Linked DNA regions of Canis lupus: region 2 is linked to region 1. A link is a contact called in public Hi-C data. All regions are on one chromosome and are shown on one strand. The core of a region is the stretch at or near the end of the contact, and the rest is flanking DNA. Distances in the headings are between cores, read along the strand shown.

Region 1 (6,272 bases), core at 2,576-5,075:
AACCCTCTTTGAGATTCTCTTGTTTTTATAAATATTTTTAAAATAGAAAAATATTTCAAATATACAGAGCACAATATCATAAATGTTAATTAGTAACCATCCAGATTTCAGAATTCCAAACATTTAGCAACATTTGCTTTAGATCTTTTTTTTTTTTAAATAAATTAGATATCATTGTTGGAGCCTTTGTACCTTCCCATTCTATTCTTCTACCCTTCTCACTATCCTGAAGTTGATCTGTGTCCTTCCTTCCTGTGTCCATGCTTTTAATGCATGTTTTATTTTGTTTTATTATTATTATTTTTAAAAGGTTTTATTTATTTATGCATGAGAGACACACAGAGAGAGGCAGTGACACAGGCAGAGGGAGAAGCAGGCTCCATGCAGGGAGCCCGATGGGGGACTCGATCCCTGACCTGGGGTCACACCTTGAGCCAAAGGCAGATGCTCAACCACTGAGCCACCCAGGCGCCCCTTTTACATATTTTAAAAACATATACTATATGTTTATAGACATAAACAGCATATTTTACTGTTTTACAGGATTTCAAATTGCACATAAATGATACAAAGTCTTTTAATCCTTCAGATTACACCAAGAGAAAAATCTCACTGTGGTCAAATTTTGAAAGACTTTTCTGGCATTTGCTAATTTCTCTTTTAACAAAGGAATAGTAGGCCTTAGGCTAGAAGCCTGAAGCAGGCAGCCATAGAATTAAATAATATTGCCTTATTTCCCATTATATTTATTTTGATGGTTTCCTTCTACTTTTTAGCAAGTGTTGCCACCTTTCCATTTACAGTAGTGACTTATGTTTCATTTATTTATTTATTGGGGGGGGGGTGCACCCAAGCCAGTGAGTGGGGAGGCGCTGAAGGGGCAGAGGGAGAGGGAGAGAGAGAATCTTAAGCAGGCTCCACAGCCAGTGCTGAGCCCAGTGTGGGGTTCATCTCACGACCCTGAGATCATGACATGAGCAGAAATCGAGAGCCAGACACCAAACTGAGCCACCCAGGTGCCTTTGTTTCTTTTTAAATATGAAAAAAAGAAAAGCATTGATTTAAAGAAAAATATTAAGTAGATAATAGTATGGGAGGTACACAGGACAAAAAAAATCAGGGAAAAAAATCAGGAGCTTGTATTGAAATGACTGAAATTTGATACACACTTGACCTCAATGAACACGTTCAAGTTCCTTAATGGGACCCATGCCAGCCCTACCTGATTTGACCTTTGCTTCCCTTCTCAATCCAGTCGGTCGCCCCTATTACCTCACCTCCAGCACAAACAGCTTGGAGTTTGCTCCTTCCTTTCCTAGCTGAAAGTGCCTTGGCTATTGTAATCTTTCCTTTTAGGGTGTTTGCTGAATCCATCAGCACTCCCACTGCATCCCCGGCTCCACCTGACCCTGCTCCTCCAGTCAGCCAACAGGAAACCCTCCCCCACTTAGTACCCATCACTGCACTGAACATACAGTCTTCCAATTCTAGATCCAAGAGCAGAATTTAGGGCCCTATCATGACATCATCATACCCTAAACAGCTTACTAAGGTGGAAAGAAATGATCCTCTTTGTGATGTTTCAGATAAAACCCAGGGTCTAAAACTGAGGTTGTCCATGAAAAAAAAAAAATCTCATTTTTCATATGTATGGAGTTTAAAAAATAGGTTGATAGGGGATCCCTGGGTGGCTCAGTGGTTTAGCGCCTGCCTTTGGCCCAGGGCGTCATCCTGGAGTCCTGGGATCAAGTCCCACATCGGGCTCCCTGCATGGAGCCTGCTCCTCCCTCTGCCTGTGTCTCTGCCTCTCTCTCTCTGTGTCTCTCATGAATAAATAAATGAAATCTTTAAAAAATAAATAAATAAATACAAAATAGGTGGATAGATCTCAATGATTTCTTTCAACCCCGAGACAGTGCATGCCTTGGTTATCTAGCTTAAGGGTACAAAGGAGACAGAGGAGGGAAAAATAAGGACCATGATGGGAAGCACATGATGGGAAATGATAGGGCTTTTTCCTAACATCATTTCTACATCCCTTTGGTGGCTTACTGCACCTCACTTGCTTGCATCCAGCCTCAAAGCTGGATGATCTTGGTAGAAAATGAGAGGTCACGTGGAGCGTTCTGAATTCAGCGCGTTGGAACGGTGGCCGTGGGAACAGGTGGCCAGTGTCCCGGGCCGGGGCACCTAAGCAGCCCCATCATTGGACAACAGCGGGACCGGGGCGCCGGGCCGACGCTGCTGCGCAGGCTTCAGGGTCTGCAGTCCCGCTGACCCCGCGGCGCTGCCTTCGGTCCATTCATTCAAGAGCCTCCTTCGGGGGCTGACTGCGCACACGGGACCCCGAGGCCCGGCCTGCGCGTGGCCCGGAGGCCCCCCTCGGCTGCAGCAGGGGTGCAGGGAGCGCTTGCAGGGCGACGGCTGCATTGGGGGGCACAGCTGGGCTCCCGCGTCCCTTCCTTCCTGCGCGGGGGGCCCGGGGGAAGTGACCTCATACTTTTGGTTGGGGAAGGTCATGCTTACCACTGTCCACGCTCAGCCTTTCCAGGAGCCAGCGGGGGGCGGGGCGGGGCGGGGGGTGGGGGTGAGCTCGCCCTCCTGCCGTGCATTTTGCACACACACCTCCCAGCACCCGCCAAACTTTCTCCGCCCGCCCCAGGAGCTCAGCGGCGGAAATGCTGCCCCCAGGGCCGACGTGCGCCGCCCCACCCGCTGTCGCCCTTGGAGGGGTACCTGACGCTGCGGCACCCGGGGGAAGGGAGAGAAAAAAAAAAAAAGCAAAAAAAAAAAAAAAAAAAAAAGAAGCTGCTCGTTTCGCTTCGGTCGTTTCCGTGGGGAACTGCGGTACGGGCAGGTCCTGGGTGTGGCGGTGCCAACAGGGAACTCCGATCTGCGTTTCTCCCGCTCCGGGGTAACCTTCCCAGCCCCCGACCCGCGGGTGGCCGGTCCCGGATGCCCCCTGCCGGGCTCCCGGGGGTCGCTGGGCGCCCCCCCCCGCCGCGGCGCAGCGCTGGAGCGCAGGGTGCCCGTGCGCTTCGCCCCCATTCGTTCCGCGCCTGGAGGCGGATCCCCTTCCCTGCACACAAGTCCTTATATGCACCGGTTGCACCAGCCCGTGCTACTCCAGCCTCACAAATAACTAATGGGGGGAGGGCGGCCGTCGCTCTTCCCCCCCCCCGCACCCCACCGCCCTCCCCGGGATGTGCAAAGCGCGGAGCATCGCACCCTGCCGAGAGCCCCCCGCCCCCGCCCCCGGTGCGAGGAGGGCCATTGTGCTGCAGCGCACGACTCGGACGCGCACGAATAAAGGCCCTTGGCCCCCGCGACAGGCCCGGCGGGGTCGGGGACCGCTCTCCAGACCCCGCGGGGGGCGCCCGGGCCGAGAGGGCGCGCCCCGCCCCGCGCGCTGGTGCAGAGGGCCCGGGTCAGGAAGCGCGGCCTCTCCCGGGCGGAGGCCCCGCCCCGCCCCGCCCCGCCCCGCCCCGCCCCCGCCCCCCGCCTCACTCCTCCCAGGAAGCGCTGATGGACAGCTCGGGGCGCTCGTCCGCCCCCACCCCCCGGCGGAGTGGAGGAGTTGATGTGTCTCATTATAACCGCCGATGCAGCCGCCATCCACGCACAGGCAGGGAAGCATGTCCCATTTAAATACACCCACGCAGCCCCTGCGCCCTTAGCCGAGCGGGGCGCGCAGCCCACACGCACCGCGGCTCGGGGCTGGGAGAGCCGCGCAGCTCGGGCTCCGGGTCCGCGGCCGCCCGCGGGCGCAGCAGCGGGATCGGGCGTCGCGGGGCCGGGCCGGGCCGGGCCGGGCCGGGGCGGGCGCGGGGGCTGGGCCGGGGCCTCTGGCGCGGCAGCCGCATGAGGACGCGAGGCCGGTAGACCAGGTGGAGTCTGCAAGGGGGGAGCCTCGGGGGGGCGCAGGGCCGCTGCTCCCGCGAAGAAGTCGACATGGCGAGCGACTCCCCGGCTCGCAGCCTGGATGAGATCGATCTCTCGGCGCTGAGGGTGAGCAGAACCGGCTTCTCGGGGGGTCTCGGGGGGTCTCGCCGGGGGCTAGGGGCGGCGCGCGGGCGGGGGCAAGGCGGATGCGCGGCGGCGGCGGGGGGGACCCCGGCTTCCCGTCCCCGCCCCGGGCGAGCCTCGGCTCCGTGACCCCCGCGGCGGCGGCCGGGCTCCCCGGGATGCGGGGCATTCACCTTACCCCGGCGCCCGAGCCTTGAACGTGGAATGCTCGTGTGCGCGCGCGCGTGTGTGCGCTGTGCACACGCGCCCCGGACGGCCAGCTCGTGCAAGGCGCGACGCCCCACCGTCCCCCCTCCCCCCCCCCCCTTTTTTTTTCTTTTTTTGCAAAACGTGGAGAAACGCACCGGCCGCTCACTTTGCGCAGCTCGCTGCGGGGTGACCGGGGCAGCCCGACGGCCCCGACCCCGCGACGCCGGTGCCCGTCGGTGGCCGCCGCCCCCAGGCTCCCCCCGCGCCCTCCCGCGCCCGCCTCGCGCACCCCTGTTTACGGTGTAACTTAGCCCTGCTTGCTTTTTTTTTTCTTTTTTTTTTGACTTTGTGGCCCTGACATTTCAGTTTTATGGGCCAACTTAAGGCAGGTGAAGGGATGTGCTCTCCGCGCTCCCCCGCTCAGACCGGAACTCCCGTGAGTGTGCGCGTGTGCGCGTGTGCCCGCGGCCAGCCCTTTGTAGGGAGAGTAGGGGGAGCATCCAGCTCCTCCGGCCCCGCGGCTGGCTTTGCGTTTCCCTTCACGTGAATCGCCCCAGACGCCCTTTTTTTTTTTTTTTTTTTTTTTTCATTGTATGGACTGAGACATCACTTGCCATAGGATCCATTTTGCTGTTGTTCTGAGCTCCGGATCCCGGGAACCCCAGTGTAGCCTCGACGACGCCCCACCCCCACCCCCGGATCCCAACACGCTCTTTCGGGGGAAGGGGGCCGAGACTTCTTGCCATTTTAATGAGATGCTGCCTCCCGAAGAGGGGGACAGGGAGGGTCTGATGCTGCAGCCAGTGGGGGGGGGGGGTCTGAGATGGATCGCACCCCAGTTAAGGATGGCTTCTTCCTCCCCCTGAACGAAGACTAGGAATTAAAGGGGGGAAAGCGACTGCATGTGTATCCTGGCAGCGCGGAGGGTCGGGGCCCGCCTCGCCGGTGCTGTCCACGCAGCCGCGCAGGAGGGGTGCAGCCGCGAAGTTCACACGCCCTCCTGAGGCTTACATGGTTACACTGATGCTAAATCTCGGGGTTACAGACCTGAATCTTCACCCCTCCTCCTGCCACTGCCCCTTCCCTCACGGGTATCTTGAAGAGCTGCCTTGAACCGTCCAAGTGCTACTTTTTCTTGCGGCTCATTAAAGCCTCCCTCCCTTGCACAGCCTCCTCTTGTGGAACTTCCCCTCCTCTTCTGCTTCATCCTTCCCAGAGGTGAGGTTTCTGCGAGGCAGTCCAGGGGTTGAGAAGGAACATAGATGCCATTTGAAATGGCCTCTTTTTTTTTTTTTTTTTTTGGATAGTTGGGCAGCAAAAGCTCATTCATGTGATATTACAGTAAGCTGTCTATTCGCCTGGTGCAGAAATGCCACATTCAGAAGCCGCAGCTCCCTGGGCAGCTGGGGGTGGGGGCTGGTAACAGGGTGGGTGCTTTGGCTAAGTCTGTGGTTTCCTGCCTTACAGGCTGTGTGTGTTCATTTGCCCTACTTTCTGTGCTGGGAGTTGCTGCCAGCGGGTTAATCAGGTGGATGGATGGCCCAGACTACAGGGTAGGGGAAAGTGGCGAAGCCCCGCAGGGGGTGGGGTGGGGGGTAGGGGAAGGAGCCTGAACAATGGGCAAGGCTTGTGGTTTTCTCCTGAGCAGAATGTCCTCATCCTCCTCTAATAGAAAGCAATCCGAGGCGATTTTTAAGTTGGCCTCGGTCAGAGGTGTCCCCCGTTGGCTTTTTCACGGGGAAGGTTTCCTGAGATCCGGAGCCCAGAGCCTGCAGGCTGGTGAGCAACCACGAGGGCTCACCGGGCCTGCCTGAGTGTGAATCACACACGGGAGGCCTGTGCTCCAGAGATCTGTATTTTGAAAAGAGATCTTGCAGGATTCACTGAAATTGCTCTTTGTCGCCTGGGCTTAGTGCTTTGCCTCTGTATTTCTGCCTGCAGGAGGTGTGTGAAGAGGGAGGGCGAAGGCCAGCTCTAGAGATAGGAACTGCTGGCTGGCTGGAAGACCTAAATGCAGATGTGGAGACGATTGCATCCCCGGTGCCGGAGAGTATGAC
Region 2 (6,272 bases), core at 954-3,453, 73 kb before region 1:
ATCTCCGCATGTTAATTTTTCTCATTACCTTTTTTTTTTCCTTTTTTTTTTCTTTCCTTTTTTTTTGCTGTTCTTTCTTGGCCCATTCATTCCCCTTCCCCTAAGCAAACCCACCTTCCTTCTGTCCTATTCATCCTTCTATTCCTTCCCCCTCTTACCATCAAATCTTTTCTCATTCTTTCTTTCTATTGTCTGCTCCATCACCATTTAGTGTTTCACGATCCTCCAAAGTTCCCTTGAAAAATATACATGAAGTTGCTTTCCCAGCCGGGTCACAAGTAACCACGTATGCCCTTGGGCTAGTCAAGTCACAACTCCGGGCCTCAGCTTCCTTCCTGAAAATGGACATAGGACTGAGTAACCTTTAAAGCGCAAATCTGTGATTGGTAACTGTCTTGGCAATTCAAATGCCTAACAATCTTACAAGAAAAATCTTAGTGTGAGAGAGAGAGCTGACAAAAAAAGATTTAGAGTTTAGCGCTATATAATGAAGAAAAAGTTGCTGCAGTTGTGGGAATGTGTGGAAATTCAATCCTGCCAAGGTAATGAGGGGAGAGGTAAAATCTATGCGTGGCTAACTTTAGAGAAATCTATGGGAAACTTAACTAAGTTAAAAAGATATTGATTACAAATAATAACAAAAAGCTGGAAAAGCAATATAAACAGCCAACATATTGGGGATTGAGACAAAAATATACGATATATTCGTTTGACAAAATACCATGCAGCTGTTAAAAATAATACTACCGACTTTTTAACAGCATGGGAAATGTTTAAGTACAGATCACAAAATTGTGTATAGTTTATATTCACATTTAAAATTTATTTATTGGGCAGCCCGGGTGGCTCAGCGGTTTAGCGCCACCTTGGGCCCAGGGCCTGACCCTGAAGACCTGGGATCAGGTCCCGCGTCCGGCTCCCTGCATGGAGCCTGCTTCTCCTCTGCCTGTGTCTCTGCCTCTCTTTCTCTCTCTCAGTGTCTCTCATGAATAAATAAATAAAATCTTTTAAAAAAAAAATAAAAAAATAAAATTTATTTATTTATTTATTTGTTTGTTTATTTATTTATTTATAGATTTTATTTATTTATTCATGAGAGACACAGAAAGAGAGGCAGAGACACAGGCAGAGGCAGATGCAGGCTCCAGGCAGGGAGCCCGATGCAGGACTCGATCTCAGGACCCCGGGGTCACGCCCTGAGCTGAAGGTAGATGCTCAACCGCTGAGCCACCCGGGCACCCCTAAATTTTTTTTATTTTAATTCCAGGGTAGCTAACAGCCAGTGTTCTATTAGTTTGAGGTAGTTTATTCATATTTAGTAAAAGAGAGCAGCTTTTTCTGTAGCAGACCTATTTTTTGAATTATATAATGTTGACTTTTCTTACTTCAAAGGGGATATATGCTGACTTGTAAATAATCTCCAAAACACAGGTAAGAAAAGGAGAAGCAAGTATCTGTGATTGGACCACCAGGGTCACCCTGAGACATTTCTCCAGGCTTCGTTTCCTTCCTTTTTTTTTTTACCCGACAGCAGGGTCGTACTGTTTTGTGACCTGCCTTCCCTTTCCTTGTCACTGCAGAGCGCTCTGCAAAGGCACTTATTTTAGCTGCGTAGTATTCCTTTGTATCTGTAGCCGGGCCTGCTTGAGGGGCAAGGAAATACACCTTAAACAATGCAAAGTGCCCAGTCACAGTGGGGACCCAGGGGACCTGAATTACCCACACCCCCCTTCATTACTCTCCAATGGGGGGACGCCCAGGGGAGGCCTGCCCTGGTGGGGCCTGTTAGCTCCTACACAGACCCACAGAATGGCCCGTGGGGTGGGCCCCTAAAAGTGACTTAGGGAAGCCCTTTCCCCTCCCTGTGTCCATCTCCCCACTAAGGGGATGAGTAGAGGCCTGACCTTCCTCCTACCTGGGACCCTGCTCTCTGGGTCAGGTCAGCGCAGAGCAGGAAAACCACTTGTGTGACACCCCATCTCCTCCGGCTCCCTCCCCCACCCCGCTTCCTTGGGCTCAAGGGATGGAGCTGCCTGTTTCCCCAAACCCCCTCCCCCCCAGCCCCCACCCCCGAGTGGGGGTGCGGGGCCTCAGGGCCTCTTCTTTGTCATCGAGGCCCCGTGACCCGGGCTCAGTGAGCCGCCCTTCCCCCTGTGATTCACCGCCAGGCTGCCTTCTGCTTTCCTGTCTGGGGATGTTATGACATCAGACTTATCTGGTGAAAGGAGAAAATGCTTACCCGCTCATTTCTTGCCCCAGGACAGTCTGAAAACCCTGTAAGGTTCACAGGGCCTCCTCCCTGTGAGGATCAAGCCTCAAGGGGCCCTAAGTGGAGCTGCTCTGGCCAAGGCCTGCGGGCCTGAGCAAAATCCTAAAGGACCCAAAACTTTCCTTTGTTCCAGGGACTTCTGTCTCTGTGTCCTTGTCCCATTTCAGATGCGCCTTCTTAAACCTTAACCCCAGCAGAAGATCCCTGACACCCCCGTTCCCCCTGGGGGCTTTGGGGAGTCGCCGGGCCGGCGTCTGTAGGGGGAGCTACGCTGTGGCGAAGGACTCAGGCCGAGGGCCCGACCAGGTCATCGTGGGGCCTCTGAGGGGCTGTTGGCCCCCGAGCTGCTTCTGAGGCTTTGGGCGCAGGCTGCACCCGCTTCCCTCAGGCCCGGGGGGTCGGGGAGGGAGGAATTCCAAGCCCCACGGTGTGCCGGGCAGGATGCCCAGTGCCCTCCGCGGGTCTCCCCAGGCCTTGGTCACAGGCTGAGCCCCAGCTTCGTTATCCCAGCTTCAGTACAGAGTAGCTTCTAGAAGTCAAACCATTGGCAGCAGTGGCAGAGTCAGGACTTCAACTCAGGGCTCTTGATTCTGACATTATATCATCTCACTGCCTCCCCGCAAGATTATCTTTTCAAAGAAAGACGAAAGGCCTGAGCCCTGGGCTAGCCTCCTGCTGTACTTGGGGGAAACGTCTCCAACTAAGCCCTTTGGCTGCAGACCGCTAGGATGCTGCAGGGCCCTCCAGATCACTTACACCTCTGATTGCCTCCCTCCGCCACTTTGTCCCCTTGCAGTTGCTTCCCCAGAGTCACAGAGCTGAGCCACACAGCACCCGGGGGCGGTGGCCTGCAAAGAAGGGTCCCCAGGCCAGCAACATCACCATCCCCTGGGAACTTGCTAAGCATGCCAGACGGAAATTGGGAATTCTGAGGATGAGGCCCACGGTCTGTAGCTGCACAAGCCCTCCAGGTGATCCTGATGGAGCTAGAGAACCAACCTATGGCCTAGAGGAAGGATGCCACAGGCCTAAGTCCTTGGCTCCATCCTCACAACCAGGGGCTAACTCTGGGTTCTGCTCCTGCCGTCTTGTTGGTCTTTGTCCTCGGGCAGGCCTGATCCTTCCTGCCCACGTTGTGGCTGCAGCCAGCAGTCGTCCCATCCCTCATCTCCCCCCGCCCCCTCCACCTGAACCACGCTATTTCTCCACTCTAAGAAAGTCATCCCACTACTGGAACAAAATCCAGCACTTTGTGGCTTGCTACTCAAGAGCCTCCAAAATACTCGTCTAACTTTCACTTTTTTTTCTAACTTTCATTTTTAGTCTCAATCCCTCCTTGTCCCTCCCCTTATGCATCCTACACCCAAGTCATGCAAAACTGCTCACTGTTTGCTACCAGTCCATGCTTTTTTGCTTCTGTGCTTTGTTGGAGTTGTCCTTCAGCTCATAATTGCCCCCCACCATCTATCCCCACATACTTGTTAGGGCCCAGCTCAAATGTCATCCCCTTTACAAAATTGTCTTCTATCCTCTGACTCTTCTTTCCCTTTCTTGAACTCTCATAAAACCTATCTTTGCTTCTCTCATCGAGCCAATTAAATTATACTATATGGTTGCTTGTGAACATGCTTTATCTCCCGACTGGGAGGTAAGGGGGCAGGAGCTGTGCCTTTTTTCATCTCTGCATTCCCTACAGCACCCAGCACAGTGACAGAGCTTTTACACATGGTTGTTGAATGAGTAAGTGAATGTCGGATCCACATAAATAAAACAGAAAGATGTTTCCATCCCTCATTTTTCTAAAAATGCCTATCAAAACCAATGATACTATTATCGTGCTATTTTTTCTAACAAAGTAGTGTGCCTTTTTATCGCCTCTCCAAACCGGGCCAGCTAAAAAGCATGGGTCATAATACAGGGTTATCAGGGATAACAGAGTCAGGAGAACCAGATCGTTCCTACAGTTATCTGTGCCTTGAATAACAATACAGGAGAATGAAATTACAAATTTTGTTGCTAACCTTCACCTTGAAGAGCATAATGGACAGCCAAGCCCTCATATTTTTTCTCCCTAAGCAGAGTAAGGATGACCTGAGAGTCATTTCTGAGACAATCGCCAGAGCTTTGGAAGGCTCCAGTTAGAGTCGCTGCCCTGGCCGGATTCCAAAGTTGGGAAAGAGAACTTCTGCTCAGACAAAATTAGTTATTTGGTAGCACAATACGCTGCTCTGTTTGATGTCCCCACTCATAGAAGACCCCTCTTCTACGTGGGCTATAAAGGATGACCAGGGCCTCAGCCAATGTGTTAGGCACTGAACGGGAAGCAGAACAGAAAAGAAAACCCCGGATCCCTGGGTTTATCTTCAGTGGGAAGGTCTGTCCCTGTAGAGAAGCAGAAGCGCCTGGTGTACTTCAAGATTTTGACAGGTTTTTAATTTCCCTGAATATCCGAGCATGAGGGATGCAATCCCCCCTTTCACGGGCTCTGGGCTTCTAGCTCAGTGTGGTACTTGGCTCCCACCTCCCCTCTGAATTAGCAATTGTCTTTTCTTGGTAAAGGCTTTGTCATCTGTCTAAGTCTCACTTCTGAAAAGGGCAGTGTGTCCTTTCTCCCCGACTTCTACTTGGGCAGAGGAAGACTTAGGGAAATGGCCCAAAGTCAGAGTCCCACCGGGCTGGCAGGGCTTCTTCTGAAGGAAAGGACCCCTTTTCTTGCACCTTGCTGGGCAGGATGACTCCTCAGCACTGAGCAGTGCCCTGTACTGTTACACCGGCCCTGGCACTTCCCTAGCATGTCTGGTGGCTTCGAGGGACTCTGGGCGATCCTCCATCACTCTTGGTCTCCGCCTCATGAGAAGCAGGTGCATTTCCTAGGTCCGGATTCCTTTTGTACCTATCCGTCAGACCTTGCTTTGAGTGTTTGGAGGTGCTCGGACATCTGTCCTTAGCAGAACGTTCGGTAGTCTTCTCTGTGTCTCAAGACGAGCTCCTAGACGGACAGTCCACGTAGGAGTTGGTGTCACTGGGAGGTGGCCTTTTGGCGGTGTCAAAAGGTGCAGTTGTTGAGGAATGAATATTTAATGACATGGAAAGAGGATCACCAGAGATTAAGTATAAAATACAGGATGTGTAACAAGGGTAGATACCAAGCCCTAATAGTCTTTATCTCTAGGAAGTGGGTGGGGGTTTTCTTTCCCTTTTTTCCCCCTCCTGGTACATATTTTATATTTCAATTTTTCTACAGTCAACAGATATTGTTCTGGTGATAAGAAAAGACAAGTAAGAATAGTCTCAATTTTTTAAATAAATAAGGCAGTAGGGAAGAGAAGTTTCCAGGAGAAGCCCTGAATGGGTAATGTCTAAGGTTGCAGGTAGACAGCCGGGTTCTGCTCTTACCCCCATGGGCCAGCTGAGCAGGGGCTGCTGGCACTTCCTACAAGTGCGCCCCCCAAGGGAGGGGACCCAGGTTCCATCCCATTGCAGCCAGGCTTGACACCCCCGGAGCCAGCCAGGTAGCAGGGAGGCCTCAGCAGTCAGGCAGGTGGGCTTTCTGCCTCAATCAGGTTCGGCCTCTGTAGCTACCGGGTCGGAGCAGCCCCTGCCTTCCCTGGGCCCCTTCTTTAAGGTGGGGAGCATGTCATGTTCCCACTTCAGCAAAGATCTTAAGCGTTAGTGCCCCCCCCCCCCCCAGCACGATGTCCATCTGGCAAACGCTAGTTCCAGACAAACCCCTTGTTCTCCAAGGCCTGAAAAGATTAGGCGGTAGAATTTTGTAAGATGTCCTTTATTGGAGCCATGGGGGGGGGGGGGGGCGGCTCACGTAATCGTACCGAGCACCCAGGTGCACTGAGTGGAGCAGCTCTGCATCGCGTGTTCTCAGGCTCCAGATTGCAGTCGACACAGTCGAGGCGTCTACACAGTCATCACTGTAATGAGCCCCGTGGAAAGGCCGGCATCAGTGAGGTTCCGGTGCAGGTTTCCATGGGGACAAAGAGCCCTGAGC

The links. A called contact is a pair of places that touch in the nucleus more often than the background predicts.
Region 2: a Hi-C map of blood shows a contact between it and region 1, with 2.8 times the contacts expected there. The contact joins the enhancer-like site here to the promoter of TNIK in region 1. A contact is called at or near these places in 3 of 9 Hi-C or Micro-C datasets (amygdala and blood).

What each region holds. Positions count from the first base shown.
Region 1 is chr34:36,054,836-36,061,107 of UU_Cfam_GSD_1.0, reverse strand. It overlaps TNIK (TRAF2 and NCK-interacting protein kinase), which reads left to right and starts at 3,825. Exons shown (of 34, transcript XM_038583888.1): 1 at 3,825-4,008. The coding sequence starts at 3,952.
Region 2 is chr34:36,126,697-36,132,968 of UU_Cfam_GSD_1.0, reverse strand. No RefSeq gene overlaps it. Among named protein-coding and RNA genes, the nearest start is that of TNIK, 73 kb to the right of the region's middle. Within about 2 kb of position 2,203, at least 4 of the 20 cell types and tissues checked have an H3K27ac peak or open chromatin away from gene starts, as enhancers often do. A contact at or near this core is called in blood, where this site is marked.